Linked DNA regions of Mus musculus: region 1 is linked to region 2. The links are chromatin contacts, called in public capture Hi-C maps. All regions are on one chromosome and are shown on one strand. The core of a region is the stretch at or near the end of the contact, and the rest is flanking DNA. Distances in the headings are between cores, read along the strand shown. Region 1 has its middle 20 kb from the start of Gm40665. Region 2 overlaps Gm36264 (a long non-coding RNA gene).

Region 1 (6,164 bases), core at 304-2,803, 820 kb before region 2:
GATCCCACTTCCAGGTTACACAAACATGGAGTCTCAAGCCTTGGTGTTAGTGCCCACTAGTGCCTGACCCTGGCTTCAGTGGCCATTGACTGAATTTCCTGCACTGTTGCTGGGCTCACACAGGTCCATTTGTTGACGATAGTCTCTGATCTATGCTCTCTAGGACTTCCTCAAATTCGTTAGTGCCATCCTTCTAGCTTGCCACATCTGAAAGGCTTCCCAATGGACATTGGATGAACCTGCAAGCTTTCTAAGGGTCTTTACCAAAAGGACTTCCCCGTTGAACCCTGCAGAAGCATTTTCTGCCCAACAACTGCTCCCTGCATGGTGAGATATCTAACTTTATAGTATTAGAAGGGATGTTTGTGTGCAGATAGACTTGAGTATATATTCAGAAGACAATTCTTGCGAGGGTGTTCTAATGGCTGAGCACCTTGCAGTCCCACGGGCCATGTTCTCCTCAGATACACAATTGGACGACATTGGCTCTTCTGACTCATGAGCACACACCATTTTCCCATTTAATTGTGTCTCATTTAATACCTTTCATTAGAGTCTTACAATTTTCAATGCGTGGATCTTTGGCTCCTTCACTAAACTGACTCCTAGTTATTGTATTTTAAGTAGAAGCTACCGTGAATTAATCGTTTTCTCGATTTTTTTTTCAGTTAGGCCATGATTTGTGTATACAATGCAGTTGGCTTCACATAATGATTTTTGTATCCTGCGGCTTCTTTTCAGACTGTAGGCAGCAGTCTCCTCAGGGCCTTGCTTTGGTGCCTATGCTGGTTTTAAACTCATGGCATTAGAGGACTGTCAGGCCGGCACTATAGTTTCCCAGTAATTTTATATAATTCCAGAAATAAAATTGCCATAGTCCTAAAATAGCTGATTTAGTACCAGTTAAAATCAAGCCTGAAAGATACTAAAATTCCCCCTGCTTGGGAAATCTAAGTCATAGCATCAGGATAAAGTTCCAGGCCACTGTGGAAACAGCTAAATGCTACAGGTAGCCTGAGGGAAAGTTTGGATGATAGAAATATATTTTTCCATGGTGGAAAAATGCAATCTTCTATGGTATTGTAAAACTACATGGAGTTAATAGGATTTCCATAATGTCTCTCTTGTGCCTGATCACCTTATGTTAATAGTACATTTATAACATTCTCACTAAAATATAAAATGGCCACTTATTATCCTGCTTTTGAACTCATCCATAGATGGATTTAACAGAAAGGTGGATTTATTTTTTTAAATTTTTTACTTGTTTTATGTGTATGGTTGCTTTATCTTGCACACATGCCTGTGTACCATGTATGTGTGTGTTGTGCCTACAAAGTCAGAAAAGGATGTCAGATCCCCTGGAACTGGAGTTGTAAAACTGCCATGTGGGTGCTGGGTACTGAGCCCAGGCCCTCTATAAGAACAACTAGTGCTCTTAACCACTAAGGCATCTTTCCATCCCCCATTATGGTTTTTAAGACAGAGTTTTAAGTAGCCCAGGTAACTTGAAGCTCATGATGTAGCTGAGGATGACCTTGAACTCTTGACCCTTCTGTCTCTGCCTCTCAAGTGCTGGGATTTGACACCACGCCCCCCATCATCAGTCAGGATGGATTAGTAGCTTTTCAGTTTCCCCCAAGAAACTGGGCAGGAGGAGAGGTTGCCATGCTCTGCCCACCCCCCACCTGTAAACAGCATTCTGCCAACATTGCATCATTAATCCTGTCTGTGCACCCACAGAGAGGGCGCCAAGAGTCTATTATCTGTCTCTGAAAGCCCTTCACTGAATAGAAATCTAAAACAGCGGGAACTCAGGCTGCAGAGCAGATCACTGAGCTCCTAAGAAAGATGAGCAAGACAGGCCTAATGGCACACACCTGAAATCCCAACATGTGGGAGGCAGAGGCAGGTGGAGTCCTCTGATTTTTGAGGCCAGCCTGGTTAACAAAGTGAGTTCCAAGACAACCAGGGCTATGCAGAGGAACCCCGTCTCCTCATTGAATTAAACAAGCCAGGTACTGCACTCCTAACTGTTTATTAAACTACTTATCCTTCATCCAGCTACCATTGCTGTCTGACTCCCTTGCAGACTTTCTCAGTGACCCAATTCCCTCCTACCCTTCCATTGGTCAAATGATAGAATTTTAAACCAATTTTGGAGACTTTTATTACTACTGCTAAATATGATGCTTCCCAAGAGACTGCATGGTTCTTACTTTACTATTTTAAAAATCTATACTTATGATAATCCGAGGACTCTAGCTAATAAAACACATTTTTGTTTTTCTATTGTTTTGTTTTGAGATAGCCTCATTGAGCCGAGGCTGGCCTTGACGTTGCTAAGTAGCCAAGGATGACCTTGATCTTAGATCCTCCTGTGTCAAACTTCTAAATTCTGAGATTTCGGATGTGTATAACTATACCCAATTTATGTAGCACTGGGGATGGAACCAGGGACAGAGACTGGGTCAAAGTGCAGGGAGAATCAGAGCCGATTGATTGTCCTGCCACAAACAGAACCCCCTTATCACTCCCTTCTCCAAGGCTCAGAGGCTGTTAGAGGAAGTGGAAAGTTTGTAGCCACAGGTCAGAGAGGACCCAAGTGAGGCCAGAGTGTGTCCTGGACACAACAGGACCATTCTACAAAATTTACAGCAGCAGTGGTTGTTTGTACGAGACCTACAAATGATCAAGATACTCAGCAATCGAGCACAGAATGGGGCTGCTCAGGAATCCTCACCATAACTGGAGAGCTATTGATAGCTGATGGGCTCTAGGGGAAAGGGTCCCTTTTCTTTAAGGATATGGCCCCTGGTAAGTAAGAGGACCGTGCTCCAGTGGATTACCACACACCTATGAGTATATGAGCAAGACAAAATTGGACTTGCTAGCTTTTGTTGTGGTTGTTTGTTTATTTGTTTTGTGGTCTTTTAAGGAAGACCACAAAATAGTGGGGGTGGATCTGAGAAGAGCTGAGGGAAGGAATAAAGTATAAAAAAAATGACCACATATATTATATGTATTTGTGAGATTCTCAAAGAAGTAATAGAAATATTTTTAATCTGCGTTTATAATTTCCCCCTGCTTTATGGCTTTCTTAATGAATAAACTTAATTTTGAATTGTTTTCTGAAAAAGATATAATTCAATTTTAAAAATTATATCATACTCTAAGATAAAAGACTGGCTGACTCCAAACTAGTGAGTTGGTACCTATTGTAACTAAAAGGGAAATTTTTCTAGAATGTTGTTGTCATTAAGTCAATGAGCTTGCTTATTTCTCAACTCGAGCTGGAAATCATCTATAAGCAGAATAACCTTAATCAAATGCAGTTTTGCAAAGTCAAGATAGGAAAAATGTTAGACAAAGGGTCTGTAGGTTCAGTTAGCCTTCAATTTCTTCTTTGAGGTGAGGCAGTTGCACAGAACATCTTGCAGGGGGACACTGAAAAGCAAGCAGTTGACATAACTGGGAGAGGCCAGGGCTTGCCTCAGAACCTGCTGTCTTAGCTGCTTTCCCTTAGTGTTTATTCTGTCTCACAGTGACTGTACTCAGGGACGTGGTCTATCACGGTATAAAAGTCAGGGCAGGAAGAAATTGAAGCTTCTGGCCACATTGTATCTGATATCAGTGAAAAATACTTCTCTCGATTCAGAGGGAATGGTAGTTCACTCAGGAGCTAAATTTGAGTGGCTACAGCCTGGGAAAACAGACTTAGTGTTCCCATTTGGAAACAGATTCATGACATTTTTTTTATGGAAACCAGGGTATTTTGTTTAAATGCATTGGTGGAAACACCATAGAGGTGGGTTACAGTCAGGCAGAGGGACTTCATGTGCTGTCTGATAATATTCTCAATCATTTGATGGGTAGAGAAGGAATCTATTAAGTTACTATGTTCCAAAGGTTTTATCTGGTTATCAGGATGTTAGGTCTGACAAAGTAGTGAATAAGGACTGGCTCTTTAGCAGGGTAAAAATAATCCAGAAGACATTGTAATTAGGTTCTGAACCTGCAACATGGACACTAAGTTAATTGCGGATTGGACCCATGTGGGAACATCTGATGAATGTAGATGCTAGAATTTACCAGCGCTCCTAACCTCTCTCTTCTACTAAAAAACAAACAAGAGTTTGGGGGGATGTATATTTTTGAAGACAGCCAAGGTTCTGTCCTCAACCTCTCCATAGACACTGAGTTTTAATCAGTCCATCTTCTTACACACAACTTCTTTCCAAAATTCTCATTCACCCATCCATCAGCAAGAGAAAGCAGTGAATGCTTTTGGCTGCTCAGAGTCCTTTCTCCACTCTCACAGTCTAGGATGACCTGCCTGAAAAACGGTCCAGCCCACAACTAAGATGGTTATCCACACAGTCATTAACGTAATTAAGATAATCCTTCATGAGGATGTTCAGTGGCCCATCTATCTTCCAGGTGACTCTCAAGCTGACAGTTAATGCCAACTGCCACACCTACTATCCATCCAGTTGGTGGAATGAGCTCAAATGACCTCAAACTCTAGACAGAACCTTGGCTGTCTTCAATAATATGCATCCATCCAAACTCTTGTTTGTTTTGGTTTTGGGTTGTTTGTTTGTTTGTTTGTTTGGGGTTTTTTTGGTTTTGGGTGTTTTGTTTTGTTTTGTTTTGTTTTTTAGTAGAACAGAGAGGTTAGGCGCTCTGGTAAATTCTAGCATCTACATTCCTTAGATGTTCCCACATGGGTCCAATCCACAATTATTTCATATACCTGAAGGTGATGTAAATGCCTTTGAGAGCAAGGAGGGCTCACTCTAAACAATGACACCCCCAAGCTCTCTACTGGTAGATTTGTTAACCACTAAACTCAGCCCTGTTTAGCCTTTCCAATATAAAAGAAATGGCTTCCCTGTATGAACTGAGTCAGAAACAGTGGTTTGCATTCTTTGGTAATCATACTGCCAGGCCCTTTTAAGCTGTGAAAGGTTAGTGCATAGCACTGTTAAACGGATAAGCAGAAGGTTGTGTGAACTCTGCCACATGTGCACGACCACCTTTGCAGAGATGTGTAAACTTAGCACTGGTACTGCAGGGCTCATGTGAATCACTCTGGAATTACTGCTTGGACTTGTAAATTACAGCCTGTGCTGCAACGAAATACTACAAAGACGTTTAACTTTCATAATTCCTGGCATTTCTGCTTAATTTTTTTATTACAGTACAAAAAACACAAGCTAAGTTTTTAATTTGAGATGATACCACCAATCGTTCTTGGTTCATAGGTTAGAACAAGTAAAAATAAAAATAAAATGTGACATTGAAGAAGCTCGTTTATGCAAAAAGATTTGGATATACACCAAGAGTTTACAACTTGACAAGAGGGCAAGCAAATAAGATTTTACCAAACTGACTATCCTGACTGCAAACTATGCTAGCACAATGGAGGCACAGAGCTTGGAAGAGTAACCAGCCAATGTCTAATTTTACTTAAAACCCACTCCACAAGCGGGAACCCATATCTGACACCACATGGGTGACCAAGAACCAGAGACTAGATAGTTCAGAGACATAGGGTAAATCCAAAAACTACTGTTCTTAAAAAAGAAAGCAACAGTAAAATGACTCCTAACGATATTGTGCCATTCTCATTGATCATTGATCAGCACCTTCCTTATTCAGCCATCACCAGAGAAGCTACCTTCTGTAGCAGATGGGAACAAATACAGAGACCCACAGTCAGACATAATACACAGACACAGAGAGAGAGAGACACAGAGACAGACACAGAGACAGAGAGACAGAGACCTTGGAACACACAGCTCTAAATGGGATGTCTCCATTAAATCCCTCCCCTCAGAGCTCAGGGAACCCCAGGGAAGAGGAGGCAGAGAGAGTGTAAGAGCCAGAGGGACGGAAGACACCAGGAGTACAAGGCCCTCTAAAGCAACTGAGCAAAGCCAATATGAACTCACAGACACTGAAGCAGCAAGCCCAGTGTCTACACCAGTCTGCACTCTGTTTATATATTACAGCTTTCCGTTTAGTATTTGTCTGGGGGCTCCTAAGAGTTTGTATGAGCAAGCAGGTCTCTGTTCTCATGTCTTTTCTGGGAATGCTTTCCCTTCTGTTGGTTCTCCTTGTCCGACGTTGATTTGATGGGTTTTGTTTTACCCTGTTAT
Region 2 (6,519 bases), core at 1,119-3,618:
TGCTCCCAACTTACATATGAAGAAATGGCAGTTTATGGACATTGAAATATTTGTTAAGGATCACATTGGGTAGAGCTTGGTTTCAAAAGCAGAACATACACTCTAAACAGTCATGGAATTCCAAAGATGACTGGATGACACTCTTGGATGAGGGGTGACTTTAATATCAGCCATCAATACTCTCCATGAATAATGGAATTACTGTGGCTTCCTTGTTGGACTCTGACCTATCCTGCAGCTACACTTCAACCAACCTTACAGACCTGGGAAGAGATGAGATAGGCAGTGGGTAAGGGCACTTGCCATGGAGCCTGAGAACTTGAGTATGAGCTCAGGAACCCACATAGTGGGTGGACACCAGTAAATTGTCCTCTCACTTCCATATGCCTAACCCCCCCAATATAAATAAATGTAGTTTAAATTAAGAAAAAATTTACAAACCTTGCACAAATCTAGTGTATTAGTTTAAAAATATCAAGCCATATATGGTGATATATGTCTTTAATGCCAGCACTTGCGAGGTAGAAGCAGAAACACGCCTGTGAGTCAGAAGCCAGACTGGTCTACATGGCCAGTTCCAGGTCATCAGGGTTATACAGTGAGACTCTGCCTCAAAAATAAATGAATAGATAGATAAATAGATAGATAGATGGATAGATAGATAGATAGATGGATAGATAGATAGATAGATAGATAGATAGATAGATAGATAAAAGGAATAAAGTAAAGAAAAGAAAACAAATGTAGCCTTTAGTCCCAGCACATGGGAGGCATAGATAGACAAATCTCAGAATCATGGCCAGCCTGGGCTACACAAGAGCTACAGACCAAGTTCTAGGACAGCCAGGGCTATACAGAGAAACTATCTCGAAACAAACAAACAAGCAAATATATTGCCTAATATTCTTTGGGTATAATTTCAATCTGTTTCCATTATTAAAGAAAAACTATGACTAACCACTCTTTTTTTTTCAGTGAGTTCTCTTCATAACTAAATATTTTGACATTGAAAGACCTACATTGTGTAGACTCAGCTTACAGCCCTAGTTGACAACTTGAGGTATCAATTTATGCTAAGAGGCCATGGGTCAAGAGTCAGAAAATGGTTTTGTGGTAGAAAGTTAGATGTGCACAGCTGTAGGCGAATGAGGTGTCATCCTGCCTGCTCCATGGGCTCCTGCATTTTTACTTCAGCATAAACTGTGGATCAGGAATTAGTATTCTGAGCACTGCCTCATCGGAGGGGTGTCTGACCACTGGGATTCAAGCTGCAGTCCCTGACTCTGAGGTCCTGCATCTCTTTCCTCACTTCTAGGGAGCAAAGATTTACATGTTTCTGGGCTGGAGCAAGCCCCAGTTGTCATTCGGCTGGAAGGCCAGTGTGGTTTTCTCCTGTGAGAGAGTTTGGAAATCTGACCTATTTCAGAGCTATGAGCAGGGGAATCAACAGCCTTGTGATTCAGTGAAGCATCCTGATGAATAAAGAGGCCACAGACCCCAAATGTTTGCTCCTCAAGTGTACTGGGAACTTACTCCAGTTTTCAGTCAACAGAGTTCCAGCCATTGAACATTCTCAGAGCAGCGAAGCTTTGCTTTGAGAAATGGAAAAAGATACAGTCCCTGCCCTTGAAGACCTGGCTATTGCTTTTAGAAATAAGGAGAGTTTCTAGACATCAAAAAAGCAGCATGTGATTTACAACAAGTAACTTGTCAAAGCACAGTTCCTAAGGAGATCCATGGAAATAACATGCACACACATTAAGTTTCTCCTAATACTTCTGAAAGGACAGCTACCTATGGCTAATCCCCCCACAAAAGCGCCTTTTAGGTAAGAAGTTTGCTTACATTTCCCTGGCACAGCATCTATTCCAAGATGCACTTTTCATCAATCAGAATTACAGATAGAAAACAGAGAACAAGTCTACAAAATAGAGGCCTGAAAAATGAGCCTCCTCCCTTTTAAAACCATGATACCTTTTTCAGGCAGAAGTTTGGCAGAATGCCCTTGAAAATGACCTTTTACTATAGCCAAAGCTGACTCTCCTCTGTACTAAGGCACTGTTTGGACTTTACTGCTGTGAACAGACACCATGACCAAGGCAATCCTTATAAAAACAACATTTAATTGGGGCTGGCTTACAGGTTCAGAGGTTCAGTCTATTATCATCAAGGCAGGAGCAAGGCAGTGTCCAGGCAGGCATGGCGCAGCAGGAGTTGAGTGTTTTACATCTTCATCCAAAGGCAAACAGGAAAAGACTAGCTTCCAGGCAGCTAGGAAGAGGGTCTTAAAGCCCACACCCACAGTGACACACCTACTCCAAGGATACACCTCCAAATAATGCCATTCCCTGAACAAAAAATATTCAAACCACAACACATACACACTCTCTTAGCTCTGGTAACTGAATCTCTTTGTAATGAAATGGAGGCTCAACAATGCAACTCCTGCTGCTGGTGGCTCTCTCAGTTCTTTTAACAGGCCTTCAGCAGTTTGGTTTTACTGGAGAAGGTGACCAGTGGTGTGTTCACCTTGGATAAGGATGATCAGTATGTTTCATGGTAAAATGTGCTCTCAAACATCTGAGACACACATCTGCCCTTAGGAAGCTAAATGAATACAGGCGAATCATGAGAGGGGTAGATGGAATGGTGATTCTTACCAATAGGCAGGCGGTGTATGCCATATGGTATACTGTGCTGAGGTGACCCTCAGCATTGGTGCTCTAATTCTGGCTCATGATGAGTCATCATGTTTGTGTCTTTTAGGGATCCTCTGCAGGTGAACCACTTCAGAGAAGATATAGCTGCTGGTAAATGGCTTTGGTTTCCAGACACAATTTTCCAACTTCACATTCACAGATAAACAAAACAGAAGTGATGGTTTGTATATGCTTGGCCCAGGGAGTGACACTATTAGGAGGTGTTGGAGTATGTGTGTCACTGTGGGTGTGGGCTTAAGACCTTCACCCTAGCTGCCTGGAAGTCAGTATTCTGCTAGAAGCTTTCAGATGAAGATGTAGAACTTTCAGCTCCTCCTGCACGATGCCAGCCAGAATCCCAACATGTTCCACCTTGATGATAATGGACTGAACCTCTGAACCTGTAAGCCAGCCCCAATTAAATGTTGTCCTTATAAGAGTTGTCTTGGTCATGGTGTCTGTTCACAGCAGTAAAACCCTAACTAAGACAGAGGAAATGTGTTTGGTTTTGTTGTTGTTGTTGTTGTTGTTTTTGTTTTTTGTTTTTTCGAGACAGGGTTTCCCTGTATAGCTCTGGCTGTCCTGGAGCTCACTCTGTAGACCAGGCTGGCCTCAAACTCAGAAAGCCGCCTGCCTCTGCCTCCCGAGTGCTGGGATTAAAGGCGTGCGCCACCACTGTCCAGCTTGAGGAGATGTTTTATTTCTTCTTTTCCTGTGGTAGTTCTTATCCCTAGAAATTAACACAGAATCCAGGTTCTTCTTTTTTTTTTTTTTTTTGGTTTTTCAGGACAGGGCCTGCCCCTGCTTCTCAAGTGCTGGGATTAAAGGTGTGTGCCACCATGCTGGCTAGAATCCAGGTTCTTTATGACTATATCTTACTGAACCAGATCTGTATGGAAATAACTGAAATAATGAGGGCTTTTTCAAGAGTTAAGAATTATATTAAGATGTTAAGGATAGGAACTGGAGAGATGGCTCAGTGGGTAAGAGCACTGACTGCTCTTACAAAGGTCCTGAGTTCAAATCCCAGCAACCACATGGTGGCTCACAACCACCTGCAATGAGATCTGATGCCTTCTTCTGGAGTGTCTGAAGACAGCTATAGTGTACTTACATATAACAAATAAATAAATCTTTTAAAAAAAAGATTATAAGGATAAGAAGACAGACCCAAGTCTCAAAACTACATAATTCAGGATAGGGTTTGGCGATATTTGTGGGCTAAAGGGGGTAATTTAAGGCATGGAAAGAGTTGATTGGAGGCAAAGTAACCACGTGTAATTAAACTTTATGGCATATATTCAGAAAATTACAGTGTTCATATGATTTGAAGGTAAAGTTTTGGTCTCCTAACCCCAAAAGGCCAACCACTGGACATTTGTGCAGTAAAGACTTTCTGAACTCACCAGGTAGTGATGGTATACACCTTAACCCCAGCACTTGGGAGGCACAAACAGGTGGATCTCTGAGTTTGAGGTCTATAGAGAGAGTTCTAGGACATCCAGGGATACAACACAGAGAAATCCTGCCTTGAAAAACAAAAACAAACAAATTTACTGAATTAAACAAAAGTAGTGTTAAAGTCCCTGAAAAGTAACCTAGGTAGCACCCATTCTCATTGAGGGCATCTAATGAAAAGCTGGTGGGATACTCATATCATAGTGCTTAGTTACATGACCTTCCAAAGTCAGCTAAAAGCAAAATACTTGAAAGCAAATAGGGCTAGAAGGTTTATTTATTCCCTAGTCTACAAGCAATTTAAGAGATTATTGGTATTCATATAGGAAGAATTCTTAAAAGAAATTTGGCATTTAGTACATGATGACCCAAAGGAATTTCAGAATTACATTTTATGACTAATGGTGACTACACTGTCCCCCAACTCATGCTTTGCGTTTGTGTTCATGTATTTCTTACCTACCATAAATAATCCTTTGAGGGTATTTGTTGTCCCCCATATTGCCAAAGAGAAAACTAAAGATCAAAGGAATTAAGTACTATCTTCTGACTCACACAGTTTGTAAACTGGAGTTGGAGCCATAACTTAGAGCTTTTGACTCTATGCCTTTAATGCTTACACTCTCGAGGCAGAGGCAGGTGTATGTCTGAGTTTGAGACCAGCCTGATCTACATCGTGGGTTCCAGGACAGTCAGAGTTATATAGAAAACCTGTCTCAAAAAATCTCAAACAAACAAAGAAACAAATAAATGTAATTTTAATTCTTGGGTAAAAGAGTAAAAAAAATTGTGATGTTAGCTTTTTATTGGATTGGTTTATGAAACTCTTTCACATTTATTTTCTGACATGAACTTCAGTCTGTTTTCTCTTTGTCAAGGATAATCCATGTTTCTTTTCATGAGTGAGTCCTTTTCTGAATGGACAAGTGACCTGCAAGTGCAATCACATATGACATTTCATAGTATGTAATAACTTCTGTCCCTTATGCATGTTGTGTATATAAATGACTGTGCTTATGAGATAGCTGTAAGTTCAGCTGGCTTCCTCCAGGTCTGCCCCGCCCGCCCGCCCGCCCGCCCGCCACTTAGAGCTGTGCGATTCTGGATATGAAGTATGTCAGATCAGATCAGAAGGTTGCTGGTTGTTGAGGACTTTTTTCTTTTCTTCCTCTTTTCTTCTTCCTTCCTTCCTTCCTCCCCCCCCCCCCCCAAAGAAAGGGTTCGTCTGTGTAGCCTTGGTTGTCCTGAAACTTGATCTGTAGACCAGGCTGGCCTTGAACTCAGAGACCCACCTGCCTCTTGAGTGCTGGGATTAAAGGTGAAACCATGGCTGGCTATTTCTGGGATTTTAAAAAAATATTAAACTGTAAATAACTAAGTTAATATAAATACTAAGGTCATATAAATGTAAGATATTTTTCAATTACTTCCCTTAGATTAAGTGCTGAAGAAAGAATGGCTTCCCATCAGAAGCAAATAATGTATTATCTAAACGATGGTAAAAGAAAAAGGACTGGGGGGTGGAGCTCAGTGGAGGAGTGCTTGCCTAGTTCAATCTCCAGCACTTTACAAGAAAAACAAATTAGTTTAGCCAAGTGTGGTGGTGTCTCATATCTATATACCCAACAACACCCAGGAGGCTGAGGCAGGAGAATCACCACAAATTTCAGGAATTTTATTATATAGTGAGTTCCAGACCATCTTAGGCTACAAGCTGAGCTCCAGATAAGCTTGGGTTAAACAATGAGTCTCAAACCAGTCTGGGCTACAGAGCAAGACTTCATCTCAAAACAAAAGAAAACCAAAATCCCAAAACAACTTTTTTAAAAAAAAGGGTCCAACAACAAAAAAGAAGTTGGTTCTATAATAGTTTGGGGAAAGCCAGGAGTTTGAGAAAATACAGGACCTGAATAAAGGAACAATGGGGAAATAGCTTTGCTCATTTCAGATTTGTTGGACAGAGCCTTCCTGGGTAGTATGTGATTACAGCCAGTAAATTCTAGTAATCTTGGAGGTTTCATTTAGAATAATCAAAGCATGCTTATTTAACTTGCTGACACAATAATGAGCAGTAATGCTAAGATAACAAATGGCAATGTGCTTCAAATTGATTTTTAATACTGGAACGATGGGAACATGATAGACATTTTCATGAAGAAGAGCAGGACTTGTTAAAAGATCTGAAAAGTGAGAGAGCACACACAATGACTTAGAAGCAGTATGTCAAAGCAGGTTTTGTAGGAGCCAAGCCACATGTTCAAGGCTTTTTATATAATTCTTATATATCTTATATAATTTTATATAATTTCTACATATAACAAAATTGTATAGTTTTGTTTCCTCACCAAATATTATAAGGTTT

Evidence for each region. Capture Hi-C pulls out chosen DNA fragments and counts their contacts.
Region 1: a contact with region 2 is called in a capture Hi-C map of embryonic stem cells, with 4 times the contacts expected there. The contact joins two enhancer-like sites. A contact is called at or near these places in 3 of 39 promoter capture datasets (the 3T3-L1 cell line, the C10 cell line and hippocampal neurons), 3 of 115 datasets of contacts at active chromatin or transcription factors (astrocytes, large pre-B cells and regulatory T cell precursor) and 2 of 9 other capture datasets (adipose tissue and embryonic stem cells).

What each region holds. Positions count from the first base shown.
Region 1 is chr13:9,812,975-9,819,138 of GRCm38.p6, reverse strand. No RefSeq gene overlaps it. Among named protein-coding and RNA genes, the nearest start is that of Gm40665, 20 kb to the right of the region's middle. Within about 2 kb of position 1,553, at least 1 of the 459 cell types and tissues checked has an H3K27ac peak or open chromatin away from gene starts, as enhancers often do. A contact at or near this core is called in embryonic stem cells, where this site is marked.
Region 2 is chr13:8,998,365-9,004,883 of GRCm38.p6, reverse strand. Gm36264 (a long non-coding RNA gene) reads left to right here. Exons shown (of 5, transcript XR_873116.2): 5 at 2,767-2,932. Among named protein-coding and RNA genes, the nearest start is that of Gtpbp4, 5.6 kb to the right of the region's middle. Within about 2 kb of position 2,368, at least 5 of the 459 cell types and tissues checked have an H3K27ac peak or open chromatin away from gene starts, as enhancers often do. A contact at or near this core is called in embryonic stem cells, where this site is marked.